Regions from separate parts of the Mus musculus genome. Here regions 2 and 3 are each linked to region 1. A link is a contact called in public Hi-C and targeted proximity ligation data. All regions are on one chromosome and are shown on one strand. The core of a region is the stretch at or near the end of the contact, and the rest is flanking DNA. Distances in the headings are between cores, read along the strand shown. Region 1 overlaps Glis3 (GLIS family zinc finger 3). Region 2 has its middle 160 kb from the start of Gm35866. Region 3 overlaps Glis3 (GLIS family zinc finger 3).

Region 1 (2,957 bases), core at 240-2,739:
TGTTTGAAATTGATTAAAGGGAAATACTCAGATTCTTGAATAATGATTCAAATATGCTGAAACCTAATATCTACATAGTACATGTTTTGAGTTGCTAGACGACATTGAAAGGATGATCCAAGGTAGGTGACACTAGCAAAGACTCTTGCAGCCATAGGGTGTTGAGGTGGGGGATTTGTGGCTTTTCTCAGACCCTCTTCCTTGTTTTATCCCAAAGAAATTAAAACTCAAAGAAATGGCGCACGCAGCCTCTCACCCCCCCCCCCCCATTGCTGACTCGGAAAATGAATAGACCGGTTTACTCAAGGTCTCAAGGGTTCAAATTGTGAACATTTCTCCCTTTCATATATTAGCAATGTCAATGACTTGAAAATTAATGTGATTTGAGCTTCATATTTCTTTCCCTTAGATGTGGTTGAAGTGCTATGAGTTCATCACGAATGAGGAGTTAAGTCTTCTCTTGAGCCTGCCTTGTGAATTTCATTCTCTCCTACCAAATGACCTCACTAGAGCCAGTGACTCAAAAGGCAGGTTTGCTCTGGGTGACCACTCTAGAGGACCACATTAAAGTGCCCATGCTCTTTGTTTGTGCAGGAACGAGTTTTCTCAGCTCCATCACTGGATTCCAATGGGGGGAAATAAATTACTCATGCATGTTCTAATGACTAAAAAATTTTCCAGTGTCCTGGCTGTCTAGTTCTCATGGTGTAGAGGTTCCATGACCAAACAGTAATTGTTAACACTTTTGACTAGCTGGATGATATTATTTAGAAAGTCAAGTGAATGAAACATTTGAGTCATTGGTTCTAGGCCAGGATTTCAAAGGATATGCTCTGTGAGATCACTTTTAGTAGTTGTGGGAGACATGCTAGATTTGAAGGACTTTCCCCGCCCTCCATCTTGCCTGAATAACTTAATAACTTAGCCTTGTGGGCAAGGTACTTTTAACCTAACTGAGCCTTGTTTTTCTCCTCTGTGCCGAAGAAGGTAGCCATGGTGATGCCTGCTGTAATTATCTCTTACGGCTGCTGAGAAAAATCAACTGTGATTACCAAATCTGAAAGCCAGAAGGATGCTATGCAGAGTCATGTGAGTGCTAGGGTTAAAAGACGTCGTAGTAACAGTGATGCTCAAAATGACATTTTTGATCTGAATTTTGGCTAGAATTCTGTATGTGGGAATATTAAACGGGTACTAGATGCTTTTGTGTGTCAGTTATAGTGACAGAGTTGAAACTGCAAGTTGTTAAAGTTGAATTTTGCTGCTTGATGTTAATGTCAACAAAGGAAAGCAGCGTGGAGTCCTGTTTTTGTTTATAAAAGGGTTAAACAGTAGATTCAGAAAGAGAATAAATGATGAAAAATCAAACAGGTAATAAGAACGTGGGCTGAGAGAAAGCAGGGTGAGATAAGGGGTGAGGTTAGGACTCAGGGTGCATCTTGTTGTGACCCCGTTTCTTGTGTTAGCGCTGAGTCAGAGCTTTGGCTGCAAGCCTTGCTGGATCCACAGCCATGAGGCAGGAGAACGTCGGCCATGTGAGTCATGGTCCCCATGAAGTTAGCTAGTCCAGCAAAACTGCAGCGAGACGGTGAGTTTTCCCAGGCAGTTCTCATCAAGAACAACACATGGAGGACAGTATCCTACAAGGATCCTGGGGGGGGGGGGGGGGCGGCGGTGAAGGCAGGCAGTTTTCCAGGCTTTTACTGGTGGGATTGCCAGAAGAAAAATTATAATTTTTGTTTAAATTCCCTATTTGAGAGTTTGTGGGTTTTTTCCCTTTATTTTAATTATGGCTGAAGGCATACATACCATTAGATTTAGAAACCAGAACCCCTTTTCAGTATTGTTTCCCACATCAGGACACCTTAGAGATACTGAGCAGAAGCCCGGGGCTACTTGCTGAGTGTGTGGATCTGAGGGGAAGCAGCTTGCTGGGAGCCAGTGCTGGGGAGCAGCACAGAGCCTGGTCCCAATATAACTACCAGTTGGCACTTGCCACACATTTCTAATTGTGAGTTTAGAGTTTACTGTGCTGTGGGTGTTTTTGTTTTTGTTTTTGTTTTTTGGTTTTTGGTTTTTTTGTCTGTGGAAGTGTAGAAAGCTATTGAATGTGATGCTGCCCTCCCCATATTATTTGCTGTTTGTTTGTTTCCTTTTTCACTGTGGAAGCTATCGGAAAGCCTACAGCAATGGCTCAGAAATCTGCAGAGTGCAGATCTTCACACATAAGACTTCCAGCATTCATAATTAGACTGCCTGCTCTGCCCCTCTCATTAAGTATCACTAGCACCCAGAATGAGACAACGTAGAAAAGCATCCATATTTTAAGCCAATTTAAATAACACCGAACCTTTCTTTTTAGGAAAAGATGGAATTTCTAAGCATTCACAAGGAAGCCTGTGGGAGTTCTTGTGGCTTGCTTCTTCTGTTGTACACTTGCTTGTTCACGCTCATAGAAAGTGGCTTCTGTTGTAACAGGTGCTCGAGAAGTTCCTGTGATGTGTTCAAGACTGATTCAATATATATTCTTCATCAGTACCTTAGAATAAACAGGTGGCCAAGAGCCAGAGAAGATGGCTCCCAAAGGTCTCTCTGGAGAGAGGTGGGAGCCATGTGTGATATCATTTTGTGTGCTTGAGGGACTTTTAACGTGGGGCAGTGGATTGTATTAGACACAACAAGAGTCAGAAGACATGCATCCATTTCAGTTAAATTACTTGTTAAAAATGGGTACAAGTTTTGGGTCTTGGTACCCCAACGTGGACGTAATAAGCTGGTCCCTGCTGGCGGTGGAAAGGCCCAGTGGGCAGTATAAGCATGAAATTCATTTTCTAGTATTTTCAAGACCTGTAGCATTAAGATCTTGTCTCAAGGCAACTTTCTATGGATAAGGTTGGCACTTGTGGACTGGAGGTATCAGAGCTATAAATGCACAGGAAGTGAGTGATCTTTACCTT
Region 2 (2,957 bases), core at 116-2,615, 420 kb after region 1:
GTGATGGTTTGAGTAAGAATGGCCTCCAATGGCTCATATATTTAAATGCTTGGTTAGCAGTTGGTGGGCCTGTTTGAGAAGGATTAGGAGGTGTGGCCTTGTGGGAGGATGTGTGTCACTTCACAGAGCAGGGATGGGGTTGAGATTCTAAAGTTATAAAAGCAAACCAATTTCTCCTTTTCTCTGCCTGCCGCCTGTAGGACAGAGCTAAGCTCTCAGTTACTGCTCCAGTGCTGTACCTGCCTGCCTCCTGCCATGTTCCCTGCCATGATGGTCATGAACTCTACCCTATTGCTGAGTTTCTTCACAGCAATAGAAAAGTAAGCGAGATATGGGACTTAGTTAGCTTTTGTTTGGGAACGCTTTTACTGTTTTCCTCTGTGTTTCTGTCCCACCCTCTCTCCCTCCTTCCCTCCCTTCCTGTATCCTGTTGCTTTTTCACTGGATTGACATTTAATCCTGAGTTACATCAGACATATCCTGGAAACAAACAGAGGCGTTAGGAACAGCCACATCTGCAGGAGCAACCAGTCTAGACATCTTTTTTATTTTTTTTTTCTGTTCCTGCTATATGTGGGTTGGGGGAGGGGTCCTTGTGAATTTTGGTTTCCTGGAGGGCAGCACAAACACTTGCCTATAGACCTACCAATTCTTCATGGCTCCTGGCCTGACCATGTGTCATGAAGAAGATCGGGCCATCCATGAGAACTAACCCTATTGAGTTGTTCCAAGAAAGGGGAAAGGACTTCCTGAAATGTGTGGGTCATCTGCTCTGCCCTGTTTTAAATTTCCAGAGAATGTGGCAAGCCATGGAAGCCAGAAGGTCACCTAGCGAAGTTAACTCATTTAGGTAGTCGGTTCATCTGCAATGTGTTATAGTTTGCTGCTCAACAGCGAGCAAAGGAAAAGCTTAGCCTGGCACAGACATGCTGCCTAATCTCTGTTGATATTGGGAGGGTCTGCAGCTCATCAAGTGGAAAATTAGAATTTAATGGGAAATGACTCTCGGAAAGGAATTGAGACATCTTCTTGTGTTTTACGTGTTATAAAGTTGCATGACTTCCAACTACTTAATTACAGAGCTATTCATTCCCCAAACATGTGTTGAGTAACCAGTTAGTGTGTCTCCTTAGTTTTCTTCAGAAAACAAAACTCATGAGGGTGCCACTAGGAGAGACTCCCCCCATCCCAGTATGTTCTCACTATCATGTAAGCATTTTTTTTAGATGGCTAACATTTAGGTAAAGACATATTTTAATTAACTAATCTGTTTCTCATGCTATTGTGAGGATGGAGCTGTAGATTGAAGAGAGCCCAGCCTCTAAAGGCAGAGTCGTATTCTATTCCCAACACTGCCATCTATCAGCCTCCTAGACTACGGTGAATCACATCCTGTCTAAGACTCTAATTTCCCATTGAAAGAATGAGTTGTTACAATACCCATCACACAAGGGAAAATCCAGTGATAAAAGAAATCTCTACTATGGTAACATCTATCAGGCACATAATAAATGCTCACATAATTGTATCATTACGATTTAAATAATCTCACCAGACATAACTCTTTGCCAAACCAAAATGAGCTCATATTTGTCTCTGCCCCAGTCCCACAGCTGTCTCCCTTCACTTCCTAATGAGACTAGCCAGGCACATACACAATGCTCTGTCGCATCTTCTCTGATAAGGTCTCTAGCTCTGAATCTTTTGTGTGCTCTCTTTACTCATTGTTCATCCCTAGTAAAACTATGTCATTGAGTTTTTCTTGCAATGGGTGAAGGCACTAAGAATTGAGATTGGTACTGAGTTAGCTGTCAGAAAAATTGTCATCCCTAGATGTTCATGGGAGATTTGGCTTAGGGTAACAAGATACCAGGGTGTTCTCATCCCTTATGTGAGGGGGTATGGTATTTGCATGCAACCTATACACATCCTCCTGTATGCTTTCTATTACCTCTACATTTCTTGAATGTCTCTTCCAATGTCAATGCTATAGGAAGAGTTCTCATGCTATAATATTGGAAATGATGACAAGTTTGTACACTTCAGTGCAGATGCAAATATAAAAAACAAACAAACCAGTAATTCTATCCACAGTGGGCTGAATTTGCAGATCTGGAATTGAAGATATAGAGGGCTGGCTGCACTTGTTTTCTCAGTGAGCAAGTCATGTAGCTGAATTGATAAATAAAACCATATAGTAGTGTGCACTTACACTACTCATCTGGAGGACCTGTGTGTGGTGTGTTTGACAATGGGACTCGGATCCTATTGCACCTACCCTAAAGAGAGCCAGTAATGTGAGAATCTCAAGGCATTTCATGTTAGAACTGGGTGGGTGGAGAACAATGAGCTGGGTAAAACCTGTCAGGGGATTTTGAGGTGACTACCACATGATGACCAAGATTGTGCTCACACCCTCCATGAAACATTGTTCATTCTAGGAAATATGGTATTTAGTGATTATTGGGGTTTTTTAAACATATATTAGGACTTACCTAACTTTCTCTAGATTGAAAATGAGGTTTCTAATGATGACCATTTTTATAGGTTGACACACACTGCTGCAAACTATTTGTGGGTGGAGTCCACGTCTATGACCTTGTCTGTGAGGTTGAGCTGCTGAAATTGATCTTGTGGGCATCAAGCTCAACCTGAAGGAGGTATCCCACTACCAATAGCAAATGAGCAAGCACATGTTTCATATTTGTCTTAAATGCCTTTTTAAAAACACTAACCGATTTAACTCCTGAGTCTTTGCAATATTCTGTTGGTGTTAAATTTGCCAAGTAACCTTTCTGCAGCATTTTATCACACAGTTGAATACACACACATACACACACACACACACATACACACACATACACACACACACACACATACACACACATACACACACACACACACACACACAGAGAGAGAGAGAGAGAGAGAGAGAGAGAGAGAGAGAGAGAGAGAGC
Region 3 (2,957 bases), core at 180-2,679, 340 kb after region 1:
CCCCATCATTTTGTTGAAGATAGTAGAAGTACCAGAAGGAAAGACCAGAGGACCTACTAGCTCGTTGTGTCTTCTTGAAGTGAAACAAGAGAGCCAGAGGGTCTTAATTACTTTGTCTCCCAAAATATCAGTGTGATTGTGGGATAATGATGTAGGTCACCTTGCTGTTCAAATCCCTTCTCCCTCCAACCTGGAGGACCATAAGGACAGAGCCTTCTAGGGTTGGGTGCCAGTGTGGACTCCCATCTCTCCCAACTCGATGACTTCACAATTTCTCATTCCTCTCCCACAAGCTCAGAGCTACTGTGGAGACACAATAAGGACATGTCCCCCAGAAAATCGCCTCCATATGGGGAATCCTGGCTCATGTGTTTTACTAGATGTTCTCAGGGAAGTGCCAGGATTTGTTTGCTGTGCTTTCTCTGTGGGCCACTCAGCATCGCCTTTCAGGATAATCCCAGTTCAGAGGATGTGCTTAGAAAAGTGCGTATTTAACCAGCACAGGACACGCAGCTGCTGCCCTCCGAAGTTCCATAGAATAAAAATCTAAGTGGCCAGTCGATAGCATCCAATCACATCAGGTTTGCTGAGATACTCTGACCTGTTGGCTTTGAGTCCCCATCTTCCTCTTAGTTCCCGTGCAGCTCCTTATACTTCACAAGTGAAATGCAAAGTGAACATGGCATTTTCTCCCATCCTCTCGTACTCCCTTAACATAAATGTTGAAGCTCTTCTTTATAAGATACATTGCTTCAGGGCCTTTAGAATTAACTTTGTAAATGTGTCCAATGCACCTTCCCCTTTTCTCAGCTGTGTCCTTACACGAGAGACCAGCCTTGTGGAGTCAGTTGTCCCTATAAAATAAGTTATGCCACCGTTGATAACCTAGTACAAAATGAAGCTTTCCTTCTGCACGGGATAAACAGGAACTAACTAAATGTGTTCATGTTGATGAACTTCAGAGAGGTTGCATACTTCATTGCTAGTATGCTTTTATGCAGAATTACTTTGCTGTTTATTCTCAAGGTATTGAAAGACCCTCCCTTCTTTCTCTACCGTGGGTATCACTGTCCCACGCTGAACCAACAAATTAAACATCCTGTTTGTTTCTGTATGGACATCCCCACCTGCAAGGCTGTTTGTTCTCTCAAGTCTACTGTCCTTCACCAGTGTTAGACAGTAAATGCCATTCTAAATCTCATGACTCAGAACCTGCTAGTCTTCCCTCACAACAAGAAAATGAATATACAGTTGCCCAGGGTTCCTTGGTGATTTCTCTTTGTTTAAATACCAGTATATCTCCTTTCAAAAACCAGTACTCTGAGGTTGCGGCTGGGGATAGCACTCAATAGTGGAGTGCTTGCCTAGTGTATGCAAGGCGTTGTGTTCAACAAAAAAAACCAAAGACCCAACAATCTTGGGATTGTTACACATTACTACAAAAATGCCACAGTGCATTCCCTCTACGCCATCAGGAATGCTCTTTGCCCAGCACAGAACCCAAGCCGACCTCTCAGGTTCTGTGTTTCAAGGCACATTTGACCTTTGGGGTTTGAGTTATTTTACTCTTGGCAAGACAGAATGTATTGTTTAAGGAGACTCTGGTTAGAGGGGGGTCATAATAAAGGACCCGTAACACTTCTTGGACCTCAGATGTGCCTTACAAAACAAAATGTTTATGAGCTAAGTGTAAATGAGTCAGAAACATATGAATCGAATTTCCCCTAAAATGTGAACGGGTTTTAAAATTAGCAGGAAAAGGGCCTGGCAAAAGATGTGCTTTGAATTTCATAAAACCCAGAGGATTTGAAATGCAGTTTAAGAAGCTTGACAAACCCAAACTGTGACTAAGGTTTGCTTTGTTGGTGTCTTTCCCCTCCTCACCCCACCCCCCATGTGTCAGAGAAGCACTCAGTGGTTGGACAGGAGAGGGGAGGGTTATGAAGGGTTTTGAAAGAGCATAGTGTCATAGTTGTATAGGGCCAGAACGGGGACTTAGAAGGCTTTGAAGAGTTGGTCATGCTGCCTGTTGTCATCGTTTTCCCAGGTTTGCACCTCCGACTCCATCTCCTCACCACATCAGCCCGGGAAGAGTTCCAGCTCCTCCGTCACTGCTCCAGAGAGCACAGGCTCCCCACTCCCAGCAGCCACCAGGCTCACTCCTGAAGCCCTACCAGCCAGAAACCAACTCTTCTTTTCAGCCAAATGGTATCCATGTCCACGGTAAGCAGGAGCTGGTGGTCCTTGGAGTTTAGAAAGGCAGTGTTTTGCTGTTGCCTTTAGCCAGGTGGCCTAAGGACCAGATGTGGGTCTCAGATGTTCTGTTTTAAATCAAACTTATGATGTAGACAGCATGAAATGCTTTAGTATTTTCCTCAGATGACCTGACCTATAGTTGCCAGCCCAAGGAAATCATTGGTGTTCCCAGTGTTGTGACACTTCAAGAGAAGTCTCTAGCAATAGCACCCTGCTCCTGAGTGATCAGGAGACTGTGCAGAAGGAAGCCCCGGGAACATCACTGTCCATGTTGGCTGGCTCCTTCCCATGAGCCAAGCCAAAGCCTTCCCTGGTTCCCCTGTGTGACACCTCCCTGGTCTCCCCCAAACTTCATGTGTCCCATCTATATATCCCATCTTGGTTTTATTTCTTTGCTAGAACTTTCTTTCATTCTCTCCATCTTGTAGCTCATTTGAGTAAAACATATCATCTTTACTAGTACAGTCTTGCTTCTGAGGCCAGAGTTGTCTGACCCGTCATCATATCTTTTAGGGAACTCGACACATTTCTTCATGTCTCAGAATGACTATGCATATTCATACAGAAAGGAAAGAACATGAGGAAAAGAGCGACCACAGTGGCTTACGTTCTGGGCCAGGCTTGTGTTCAGCAAGGACCATACTTGAGGACTGAGTCTGCCTCTGTCTCTTTTCACTAATCAAACTCCTTTTGCCAGTTCA

The links. Hi-C and Micro-C count contacts between places; a contact is called where the count stands out from the background.
Region 2: a contact with region 1 is called in a Hi-C map of muscle stem cells, with 5 times the contacts expected there. A contact is called at or near these places in 3 of 484 Hi-C or Micro-C datasets (muscle stem cells and uterus) and 5 of 130 datasets of targeted methods (the NIH/3T3 cell line, embryonic basal ganglia, embryonic fibroblasts and 2 more).
Region 3: a contact with region 1 is called in a targeted proximity ligation map of the NIH/3T3 cell line, with 7 times the contacts expected there. A contact is called at or near these places in 9 of 484 Hi-C or Micro-C datasets (the MC38 cell line, adipose-derived mesenchymal stem cells, cerebral cortex and 3 more) and 5 of 130 datasets of targeted methods (the NIH/3T3 cell line, a colorectal cancer cell line, embryonic fibroblasts and 1 more).

Annotation. Positions count from the first base shown.
Region 1 is chr19:28,622,458-28,625,414 of GRCm38.p6, reverse strand. The region is part of intron 2 of Glis3 (GLIS family zinc finger 3); the gene reads left to right. Among named protein-coding and RNA genes, the nearest start is that of D930032P07Rik, 54 kb to the left of the region's middle.
Region 2 is chr19:28,202,324-28,205,280 of GRCm38.p6, reverse strand. No RefSeq gene overlaps it. Among named protein-coding and RNA genes, the nearest start is that of Gm35866, 160 kb to the left of the region's middle.
Region 3 is chr19:28,282,918-28,285,874 of GRCm38.p6, reverse strand. It overlaps Glis3 (GLIS family zinc finger 3), which reads left to right. Exons shown (of 11, transcript NM_175459.6): 9 at 2,048-2,223. Among named protein-coding and RNA genes, the nearest start is that of Gm35866, 80 kb to the left of the region's middle.